Regions from separate parts of the Mus musculus genome. Here all the other regions are linked to region 2. The links are chromatin contacts, called in public promoter capture Hi-C maps. All regions are on one chromosome and are shown on one strand. Each heading gives the region's core, a stretch centred on a gene start, on an enhancer-like site or on the middle of the called end of the contact. The rest is flanking DNA. Distances are from core to core; before and after follow the strand shown. Region 1 holds the start of Epb41l2 (erythrocyte membrane protein band 4.1 like 2). Region 2 holds the start of Arg1 (arginase, liver). Region 3 overlaps Akap7 (A kinase (PRKA) anchor protein 7).

Region 1 (3,544 bases), core at 358-2,857, 430 kb before region 2:
AGCAACCTGAGGGGGCTGCTGGTGCCTACCAAGATCCAGGATAACATTGCAAGGCAGCCCACCAGGGGCTGCAAGACAAACCAGATTTCTCACAGCAGGAGCCTGCAAACAAACTGAATAGCACAGGAAAACCTGTACAAGCACTGCAACTTCTAAACTTCATCTCCCACAGCCAAGAAACGGATCGAGTTTTCCTCAAATCCACGGGAATGTCTGACAGGGTAGACTAAAATGTTGCTAATGCAGCGTGATAAGGCAATGAAGAATACAGAGATAATGAACTCCCAGAAAGAAAGAAAGAAAGAAAGAAAGAAAGAAAGAAAGAAAGAAAGAAAGAAAGAAAGAAAGAGAGAGAGAGAGAGAGAGAGAGAGAGAAGAAAAGAAAAGAAAAGAAGAAAGACAGACAGGAAGGACTGAAGAAAAATGAGTGGAGAAAACTGAGACCGTTTTTGTTTTGTTTTGTAGCTAATCACAGAAACAAGAACATACTGCCCTGCACACCCCACATTTCACATGCAACAAAGTTCAAGAAACAGAGAGAATCTTGATTCCCAAAGGAGGAAATGTAAGTACAACTCCCCTAGATGCCACCGTGCCTACCACTCTCCCAGGAACCTTAAAAATCAGGGACAGCTGTTCAGGTGACAGATTTTCTGAAGGGCTTCCTCATTTTGTAAGGAAGCTCCACGGAGACCACTCCCCAAAATAAGACACCGGGGGAAGAGGGCGCTCTTCTAACTTCACCCCAAATAAATAAATAAAACTTGGCCCCGCCTGAGGCTGGCGTCTGGGGACATTTAATGACTAACGTCCACCGCAGACGTCTGGGGTTGAGGATGGGGGATCCCGAGATGCCAACCTCAACGCCACCGACTCGGTTATTTCCTCCTCGTAGCCCCTGACCTGCAGCTCACCTAAACTGCTCCCACCCCTCAGCTGCCAGCGCCGAGAAAAAGAAGCCATCGGGGGCGGATGGCCTGGTGTCCGAGCTGGAAGGCTCGCCGCAGAAAACGTGCGAGGGTGTCTGTCCTCAGCTCCAGACCGCACAGTGGGCGGCGGGGACAGAGGGTCGCCCGCGTTGGCCCGACCTGCGGCGCGCGTGGGGCTGGGTGGCTGGCGGGGCGCGCTCCCTCCCCGACTCCCGCAGAGCCCACGCGCGCCGCGGGCCCGCGTCTGGCGACCCTCGGGAGAGAGGGCGCGGCGAGCCCCCGGCACCCAGGATGGAGCCGCACGCCTCGGCAGGGCCGGGGCGCGAGAGCCCGGGGACGCCGCCGCGGTCCCCGCCCGGGAAGGAGAGAGACGGGCCCGCGGCCGCCCCCTCCCCCGCCCGGGATGGCCGTCCGGGCTTCCTGCCGGGGTCCGCTTCCCGCCTGCAGCGTGTCAGGACCCCGCCCGCCACTCCGCAGCCCGCTCGCCTCCTTACCCGGACACCGCCCCTCTCGAGCTTGCTCGCCCCGGGAACGCGTCCCGTTCCAGCCTCGGACGCCGCCGGCCCTCCGCACCCGCCGCCTCCACCCTCCTCTGGGTTTCAAATTGAAATTCCCTGACTGGGGCCGTCAGAGAACTCTCCGCGCAAGCCCCGCCCCCTCCTGGCGGAAGCCCCGCCCTCGTCCCCCGCCCGGCACGCCCCGGGCGCGGAAACCCCCGCGGGCAGGCCACGCCCCACGGCCAAAGCCACGCCCCCGGCGCCTGCTGGCGTGGGAGGGGGGCCTTCCCGAGGGGTTCGCGCGGCTCTCGGGCCCAGTGCCCCGCCGCAGGGGTGCGTTTCGCCCTCGGAGCGACCCTGGAGATAATGACAGCCAGTGCACGTGTGCGAGGCGTTCTTTCTGAGTATCTTGGCCTTAAATGCCCTCTCAACTTCGAAAAGTTCTTTCTTCGGAGTGCTTTCACTAACCAAACCTTCACTGGATGCCTTTTTCGTGGTAGACGGTAGAGCAGGTCCAGGAAACCGAATAAGGAAAGCCGGGTCCCCCCTCAGTCTGCAGTGAAAGAAGTGCTTTCACAGGATAGGCTTGAAAAGAATCCATTTATTCTTCCTGTGGGAGAGGCAGGAGAGATTGGGTAAACCCTGTGGAGGAGAGGCGCTTTGATGCTCAGCCTTACTAGTCAGGATATCTCCCGGCAGAGAATTGAGAACCTAGCTTGCAAAGTATAATGGGGATAAGGCAGTGACAAAAAATTAAAATAAAAAAATACACACACGTGATATGTATATATTATATATATGAATGATATAGATAGATAGATAGATAGTGGTAAGTTTTACACATTAGTACAATTAGACCTCAATCTCTTCTACTTATTTCATCTTTTCTGAGCATTGCATGTCAAGCTGTCAGAGTGGCAGCCCACTGCCTCCAGCATCTTCAACCCCACCCTGTGTTCTTCTAGTCATTTGCTTCCTCCCACCTCTAATAAAATCTTTAATGATTCACCTCTGCCAATTTCCTTCCTAAACATTGTAAAATTAGCAAGATCAAATTAACCATCAGTAGCAATGCCTTGCGTGTGGATACTTCCCAGGTAATGGCACACATGCAGGTGTTTTATCAGCTGGTTCCTCGCTATGAAAAGGGTACCTACATCAAAAAGAAAAGAGTTGGGGAAATAAATTACTTGCTAGAATCATCCTTGTAAATAATAAAATTATTGCTATAATAGCATTTGTTGTGTGTCAGGAACTTGAGTTGACTTAGTTGACTTCAGTCCCAGACGCTAAGAACACAAGGAGAGTTTGATAAGCTGTTTAATGAATACTGGAATCCTGATTACATACATTTCTAGCATAAAGAAGGCTTGGAATAATTGGTGTTGCTTTTCTGTTGCTATGAGGAAATGCCTGAAACAGATAACTTTGAAGAGATTTCCTCATGGCGCCATAGGCTTCTGTCCTTGGTCACCCAGTCCTTTACTTTGAATGGGTGGCAAGGTATCACGGCAGGGACCACATTGAGCAAACTACCTCATGGAATCTGAGAAGCAAGAATTGAGAGACTGAGGTCCTAATATACCTTCCACTGACATATACCCAGTGACCTAACCTCCTCCAACTAGGTCTCACATGCAAAAGTTCCCACCTCCCCACAGTATCATTAACTGGGGACCAAGCCTTTCAACCCAAGACCTTCAGGGAAATAATTAAGACCTGGTCCACAGAGGCAGCTCCCATAAACCAAACTTCAAGATCCAGTACTTTCCAAGACATTGAAATTAAATATCTGTAATTTGGATTCCATACTAAGAATAAGACATATTTCATTTTTGTTTGAGACAGATGTTCACCATGTTGATCATGTACTGGCTGGTTTGGTGTGTCAACTTGACTCAAGCTGGAATTACCACAGAGAAAGGAGCCTCCCTCGAGGAAATGCCTCCATGAGACCCAGCTGTAAGGCATTTTTTCAATTAGTGATCAAGGGGGAGGGCTTATTGTGGGTGGCGTCATCCCTGGGCTGGTAGTCCTGGGTTCTATAAGAAGGCAGGCTGAGCAAGCCAATAACATCCCTCCATGGCCTCTGCATCAGCTCCTGCTTCCTGACCTGCT
Region 2 (3,556 bases), core at 909-3,408:
CCACAGGTGATGAGCCCAGGGCATAGAGGAAACTGGAAGATGGAGCAGCATATCGTTTATAACAGCAACTTGGCATCTGATGGAGATAGCTCAGTGGTAACGTGGGGAGTCTGTCCATTTGGTGCTGGTGGGGAAACTGGGAGAGACAAAGGGGAAATGGAGGATTTAAACAAAATACAAAAAAAAAAAAATGGACGCAACAGTCAGCAATCACTGTGAATAGCAAATTCTTCATGCATCCAAGACTTAAGCCCAGCATCTTTCAGGCAGGAAAACAATCTACCCCTGAATGGCATTTTTCTTCTTTTCTTTTTACCTTTGGGGCAGGTTCTGTGTTGACCTTTGAACTAACCCTATAACCCCAGCAGGTGTTGAACCTATAATCCCCCTGCCTCATCCTCTCAAATAGCTGGAATTTGTGGGCCAGCACCAAGAGGCCCAAAGAAAGAGAAAGTTTAAATTAAATAGAAGAAAATGTAGAGGTATTGACAGGTGGTGGTATCACACACCTTTAATCCCAGCACTCAGGAGGCAGTGACAGATTGCTATCTGTGAGTTCAAGGTTAGCCTGGTCTATAGGGCTAGTTCTAGGGTAGCCAGAGCCACACAAAGAAAACATGTCTCCAAAAAGCAAACAAAAATGTAGAGGTGCACATTTGGGATCTGGGAGCAGGTAAAACTTAAATTCCTAGCTAGCTTCAAATATATAGGAAAATTCTATCTTACATAAATCAATTTTTTAAAAAAATCTATAACCGTATATCAGAAAAACATAGTAAGATGAAAAATATATTTGAAAAGGAGGTATCAAAATGGTCCTGAGGGACTTTGGCTTCTTGATTTATTCATTCAATAAATGCAATACATTTATTCAATCAATAAGTCAATGTTTATTTTGTACTGAACGATTCTATGTACTGATGGTAGAGGGAACAGAATCTTTCTTGAGGTATTAAAATTCTGGGTGCTTTTTGTCCTCACAAGGTTAAAGAAATTTACTTCTGACATGTGGGTTTTCTTTTTAAAATTATAATCATGTAACTTTGTAACTGGGAGAATACTTGGTTGTGTTTCTTCTAAATTAATACTTTTAAAAATATTTCTTTAGTGTTGGGGGTGGCTTTACACAGGGACCGGACCACATCACCCACGTGGAGGTCAGAGATCAACTTGGAGGAGTTGACTCTTTCCTTGCACCAAATGGGTTCTTCGGGTCAAACTCGGGTCATCGGGCTTGGTGTTACCGGCTGGCCTCTCTCATCTGCCCTAGATCTCAGGGGGCCCTGCTGACACTCTGCTGGTGTGTAGATTAGAATCGCGGCAGCTCGGCGGGTGCAGAATGCCCATTGCTCCGTTTCGATTCTTCTGCAACCTGTATGTGACTAGCAACCTCACCAAGCTGCAGTCTCTTCCTGGGCAAAACAGCATAAGAATGATTCTCAGTCTGAAGTTAGTTTAAAGAGGAAACAGGAAGCGAAAGAACATTAACTAGAATAGCACTTGGCACACGACAAAGACAACTCATATTAGCTAGTTTGCTTTCCCTATCTTGGGATATCATGATTCCAAAAATGAGATTTTCCTGGAGACTGTATTTCAAAAATAGAACTGCTTTGGGTTGTCAGGGAAATAAATGATGCCTTCCTGTAAATAATAATAATAATAACAACAACAACAATATAAAACAAAAACCAGCCCCATGCTTTCCTAGACAGTGTAACCTGGTGACACATGAAATGTGTCTCACTTTCCCCAGAACTTGAAGCCTTGACTCAGGATGCTCAACAGGAGGGAAGTAAGAGACACCCCCCCCACCCCCTCACCCCCCCCCCCCACTTGCTGTTTTAGCCTCACCTTGCAAGTCCCCAGTGGACTTAAATCCTGGAAAAGGTGAGCACCCTGCCCTGAGGTGCCCAGGCCGGAAGCCTAGCACTTCACATGAGGTTATGAAATCACACATAATTGTCAATTGTCTGAGGAGAGATTAATGTCATCCAGCTGGCTTTTTCAAAAGGGTGTGAACTGGACGGATGAATAATGCTCAGAGGGAAGAATGGTAGTTCCTCTGATGGGGAGGTTCTGTTGACTCTGTCATTCTTCCATTCGGTGGGCGGAGCCAGTTGTTGGATAAACAGATCCAACCTGATTATAAGGGGGGAAAAAGATGTGCCCTCTGTCTTTTAGGGTTACGGCCGGTGGAGAGGAGCTGGACAGCCCGAGCACATGCAGCAGCAGCAGCCGCTGGAACCCAGAGAGAGCATGAGCTCCAAGCCAAAGTCCTTAGAGATTATCGGAGCGCCTTTCTCAAAAGGACAGGTGAGTTTGGCTTTGAATGACTGGAATTTATTGGGAAGTGTTACATTTTAACACTTGCCAGGCATCGTGGTCTAGCTGCAAGCTGGAAATGTTACATTCTTAACACTTAACAGGCGTTGCCTTGGGGCTACAAGCTTCCCAGCACCATCTGGGCTCCAGGTGCTAGAGCTCAAGTCTCTTCACCACTGTGTGGCATAGTATGCTTGCCGACTTTTGGATCCTGCCAAAGTCCATTTCAAGACAAAGAGTCACTACAAAGCTTGAAGAAAAACCCTCTGGATGTAGATCACCTGTGTCTGGGCTGCAGTTTCTCTCATAGTTACGGTGGCTCTTGGTGCTTTTGATGTTTTCTGAGTATGGAGTGAGAGATTGTAAGAAAACACATTAGTCTGGTTACGTAATTCATGCTTAGAAAAATGTAATGGGTGGTGGTAGGTAGCCTTTAGGCTTGTTTTAATTTGGATAACTTAAATAATAGAGCTTTTGCAAGTTTGCGAAGAATTCATGGTATTTTGAGCTTAATGATTTTGAGTATTAGTTGGGGGGGGGAGATGGGGGGGGAGGTGGGGGGTTTACATCTCTCTTTAAGGAGAACAAATAAAACAATACATCAGGTCTGCACGACTAATGGATCCATAAATCTCTGCCTAGCCCGCCTAAGTGACTCACGCATGTCAGCACTGCCTAAATGCGCTCCTCATTCCCCGTCTGCGTGGATACGCTCAGGCTGCTAATTAGAATGAGATAGCAGGATGCCTTAGGCTCCAACTCTCTGTGTTTAAAAAGGACGGGGGGAATCCAAGCCAAGCAAGGTGGTGTGTGACTCCTGGGTCCTTTTGTTTTACGTGGGGTCTTTCTCTTGGCTTTTAGACTCAGGCAGCCTTTAGCCTTTTAAACTGTGGAACCTAAAGATATAATCTGCCCCCCGCCCCCCCCCACACACACACCCTCTTCACTATACAAATTGTGGAAGGTTGGAGACCCAGACTGTATTTGGTATCAGTAATAGCATTTCACCTTCTATGGAAAAATCTCCACAGAGCTCTCCCAGAACACTAGAATATGGGGGTATTTTGTTGATTCATGATGCCTTTAAAACCACAATATGGCCGGGCGTGGTGGCGCACGCCTTTAATCCTAGCACTCGGGAGGCAGAGGCAGGTGGATCTCTGAGTTCGAGGCCAGCCTGGTCTACAAAGTGAGTTCCAGGATACCCAGGGCTATACAGAGAAACCCTGTC
Region 3 (3,933 bases), core at 870-3,369, 260 kb before region 2:
GGGGCAGTGTGGAGCAGTAGGAAGCAGAGGCAGGTGGCTGGTGCAGCGGAGGTGGGGACAGTGACCAAATTGCTCTGTCCCCTTAGTGAAAATTTCATTTAATCTCTAGCTGTCCTCCTGGGAGAACCTAACAGGTGCATCTGGCCAACGGATAAATTTGTGAGCCTCAGCCTTTGTATCACCAATCTTAATGAGGAGGGGTAGGGTTGAAGCTGAGACACCACAGCTTCATAACAGACCCATACTTGTTGTCTATGCTTTAATAACATCTATGGTTTTCTTTGCTCTAAGATGAACATTTAGTTTATGCTCATTTGTAGTTCTTATTTCTTTGGAGACTAAAGTACTAATCATATTAAACAATGATGTGAGCTTTTTAAGAAAATTGTAAAATTTGTAGTTTGAATAAAAACATTTCAAAGTCTATAAAAATGTGACTGTTTCAAAATAGGCATGATATATGGAAATTCAAATTAGTTAATGTTTCTAAGGAAAAGCCTAATTTACATATATTTAACAAACTTGAGTGTTATGTCTGGCCAGTAGATCACAACCTGGGTTCTAGCCTGGAAAGGCATTTTGGAAACCAAGAGAAGAGGGGCTGGGCTGTGCGAGATAAGGAAGGAACCAAGACAAAGCTCTCTGCTCAAGGTTTAATTTTTACTATTTCGGCACTCAGTTATAAAGGAAGGGGGAGGGGCCCAATTCCCGCCAAATAATCTTGGGGTCCAGTAGCAGGGTGATCACGTGATGGCACCAAACAGCAAAGCGGCAGGTTCCAGCAGTGGGCGTGGCAGAACGATTGAGCGGGAAGCTCCACCCATGAGCAAGCAGGTTTTAGGCTGGGGGAGGGGAGACTACACTTAAGATGCACAGATTGTTACTTATTTTTTAGTTAACGGACTGAATTGTGGGTTTAGTTACAGCACTGGTGTATGTGTGTATATCTGTTGTTCATATTCACCCCATTTCCCCCTCATTGGCTATCTCCGCTGGTCATCTTTCTTCCCCTTCATGAAGAGAACAAATTACTTAAAAGCTAGTTTGTCATAGATTCGTAAGTACTATTTTTAAATGCCTTATGCACACTCTATAGTCTTGTTTATGCTGTTTGGAGGGAATGGTGGATAGCCCTTAAACTAGTCCCTGTATTTTGTATTAAGGATACAGCTACTAGCCCCTGCTGTGGGGACCAGCTAGTGAGCGGGTGGGTACTTAGGCCTATGGCCAGTGCAGATCAGCACTGAGAACAATAGACTGCCCTTTGTCAGGGCTAAAGGAACTGAAGGCTCATGGCAGGACCTAAGGCAGCATTGGCTAAAATAGCTAAAAGTCTGAGGAATTCTGGGAGGTGCCTGGGAACCAGTTAGAGTAAAAACAGGAGGGACAATGAGGAGCTAACATATCAAGACAGCGTCTTACTGAAAATGGAAGATCTATGAGAAGACTCATTGGCTGATGAGCACAAACAAGACAGCCTGCCTGAACATTGTCGGCACTCTACCTCTCCCTACGTTCAGTCATGTGCACACACGTGTGTCCATTTGTGTGCTCATGTGTGTCCATGTGTATGTGTGATGGCTTTTTTTTTTTTCTTTTTAAGACAGGGTTCCTATCTTGGGGCTCATTCAGTGTGGCAAGATTGAATGGCCACCTAGCCGCCGCAGGAGTCTTGCCTGTTTCTGTGTCTTCAGTGCTGAGGTCATGAATGTGTGCAGCTTCCTCGGCACTTTTGTGTGGGTTCTGGGGGTTGAACTAGGCTCCATGTGCTTGCGTGGCACCCACTTACCACTAACCACTAACCACTAACCACTAACCACTAACCACTAACCACTAACCACTTACTTATGGTGAGTGGCCATATCCCCAACCGTTGCCTTCTCAGCTTTTGCTTGGTGTTGACTGTGGCTCCCAGCGGCTTCTCTGTTCTCACGCTTACTGGCCTCACTGGTTTATGGAGGTGGGACTTCCCTCAGCTCTGGGAAACAAAGAGTTCTTCTCTCCTTCCCACATAGAAGATCAGGAGCTGCACCTGAATGGCCAGTGTGCCATTGCTGCCCTCTCCTACAGGGCTCCTGGAGAGCTATTGAGCGGTGCTGCTATGGCCCACAGGGTAACCTAGGGGAAGTTTTTAACAGCTCTGTAGGAGCTCTGTAGAAAGGGAGGGGAGCCAGAACACACAGGTAGAAGTGGAGTGAGCCTAATAATCTTGTTTGCTTAGTGAAAGGGTGGGAGGAAGGTATGGAAGGAGATTGGGAGGGATGTGACCTCAAGCCCTGTGCAGCTATGAGCGAGCCTGATCCTGAATGCTCTTTGGGCTCCTGGCATAATCACTATACTGCTGCTTTCCTCTGAGTTTGAGGACACGAGGAATCCCATGGCTCCCTGATCCACCCCTCTATGACCTGGGCTCTTCCCTGGTCTTTACTTGTTTATTAAAATTTTCTTTTTATTGGTCCTGATTTTTTCTTTTATTTCTAGGTTAACTCTACCACTGTGTTTTTATGCTAATAACGATATCAGATCTTTTGGGAATTTAGTAGAAAGGCGTGACTAGCTGTCAGGAAGCCTTGTGATGGAAGGTGTGTAGCGATTGCCAAGAAGATGAGAGAAAGCTGGGGTGACTCTGATTGAATGGCTGTGGCATTTATCATGAATGCATGACACCGGTCTTGTAGTAGTAGGCATGCTCTTTGGGGAGTTGCATGCAAACCGAACCTGATGGGCTTATTCTTACGATGCCGCATGTTTGAGTTTAGTGCATCTAGACACTGAAAGCCATCTGTACCCTGCTATTCCTGATGCAGTTTGTTTATACGTCTGCTGGACACCTTTTGCAAGATGAATTAATTTACAGTACTTCTCTAAACCACAATGGGACATTCTTCAATTGTAAAGGAGTGTACTTTAAGCTGCACAGAACAATACAGAGCATTGCTAGAAGCAGCTACACTCACTGCTACACTACCTGTCCATGCACTAGAAACTTCTTGTTTGCAATTATTTCCATACCTTTTAAGACAACTTTTAAAGAGCATTTAAGAAATAGTGATGGCTCCGTGTACTGGTTAAGACGGCGTGCTGCTCTTGTGCAGGACCAGAGTTCAGTTTCTAGCACTCAGGTTGGAGAGCCGACAATTGTCTGTATGTCAGCTCATGTGAATCCCAAACTCTCTTCTTGGCTCTGCAGGCACTTGCATTCAATACACCCTGCCCCCTCACATATGCACACAATTAAAAATAAAAATCTTTTAAAACGACAGAAAAAAAATGAAAGTGCTTACTATTCAGTTGCTGCCTTTAAAAAAAAAAATCTTTATTTTCATAATCGCCCTGCACTGCAGAGCTGCTGTTATCTGTACTGTGTAAAGAGTGGGGCAGAGGAAGGCTGAGTGGCTTTCACAGGGACCCAGGTATGCCATTCTGACCCTGTCACTTGAGAAAAGGCATAAACATATTTTATGATTATATGTCTCAGTGTAGAGTGAAAAGGACTATAGTATGTATAGTTGTATAAAGTACTAGATAGAGACTAGCATTGTGGTACAATGTCAAAAGTGTGATGTGTTAGAGCCAGGCTGATCTGTATTTGAGTAACAGCTTTGGCAGGTTTTAGAAATGTAGAGCTAGGTAGGTCTCCTGGTTTCCAGATCCTTCTTTTGACGTATGGATTGAGCTTTGGACTTCCATGTGTGGGAGAAAGTCCACATACCAGGTGCTTTCTGTGGGGCAGGTTTATTAAGAGAGTTTCTGAACACAGTTACCAGGAGCAGGGGAAGGAGGAACCCGGGTGTGAGTCAGCGCATCCTAGAGGATGCCGTGGTGGACTTGACTACTCCTGCTCGGTGCTCCAGGGACGTGGCCAAGCATCTGCAGTGAAGCCAGACTCTGGCTCATCCCATAAGGAGGAGCAATGGGCTGAGTTCATGTCAT

What was found. Promoter capture Hi-C pulls out the DNA fragments that hold promoters and counts their contacts.
Region 1: a contact with region 2 is called in a promoter capture Hi-C map of hematopoietic stem and progenitor cells. The contact joins the promoter of Epb41l2 here to the promoter of Arg1 in region 2. A contact is called at or near these places in 5 of 39 promoter capture datasets (the 3T3-L1 cell line, cranial neural crest, hematopoietic stem and progenitor cells and 2 more) and 2 of 115 datasets of contacts at active chromatin or transcription factors (bone marrow-derived macrophages and microglia).
Region 3: a contact with region 2 is called in a promoter capture Hi-C map of embryonic stem cells, with 16 read pairs. The contact joins the enhancer-like site here to the promoter of Arg1 in region 2. A contact is called at or near these places in 13 of 39 promoter capture datasets (the 3T3-L1 cell line, 3T3-L1-derived adipocytes, the C10 cell line and 6 more), 5 of 115 datasets of contacts at active chromatin or transcription factors (craniofacial prominence, embryonic basal ganglia, embryonic limb bud and 2 more) and 4 of 9 other capture datasets (adipose tissue, embryonic stem cells, liver and 1 more).

The regions. Positions count from the first base shown.
Region 1 is chr10:25,357,861-25,361,404 of GRCm38.p6, reverse strand. It overlaps Epb41l2 (erythrocyte membrane protein band 4.1 like 2), which reads right to left and starts at 1,607. Exons shown (of 20, transcript NM_001199265.1): 1 at 1,424-1,607.
Region 2 is chr10:24,926,072-24,929,627 of GRCm38.p6, reverse strand. It overlaps Arg1 (arginase, liver), which reads left to right and starts at 2,158. Exons shown (of 8, transcript NM_007482.3): 1 at 2,158-2,316. The coding sequence starts at 2,260. It overlaps Gm40616 (a long non-coding RNA gene), which reads right to left. Exons shown (of 4, transcript XR_001779741.2): 3 at 1,855-2,666; 4 at 1-136.
Region 3 is chr10:25,183,292-25,187,224 of GRCm38.p6, reverse strand. All of the region lies in intron 7 of Akap7 (A kinase (PRKA) anchor protein 7), which reads left to right. Among named protein-coding and RNA genes, the nearest start is that of Gm36313, 31 kb to the right of the region's middle. Within about 2 kb of position 2,119, at least 19 of the 459 cell types and tissues checked have an H3K27ac peak or open chromatin away from gene starts, as enhancers often do. A contact at or near this core is called in embryonic stem cells, where this site is marked.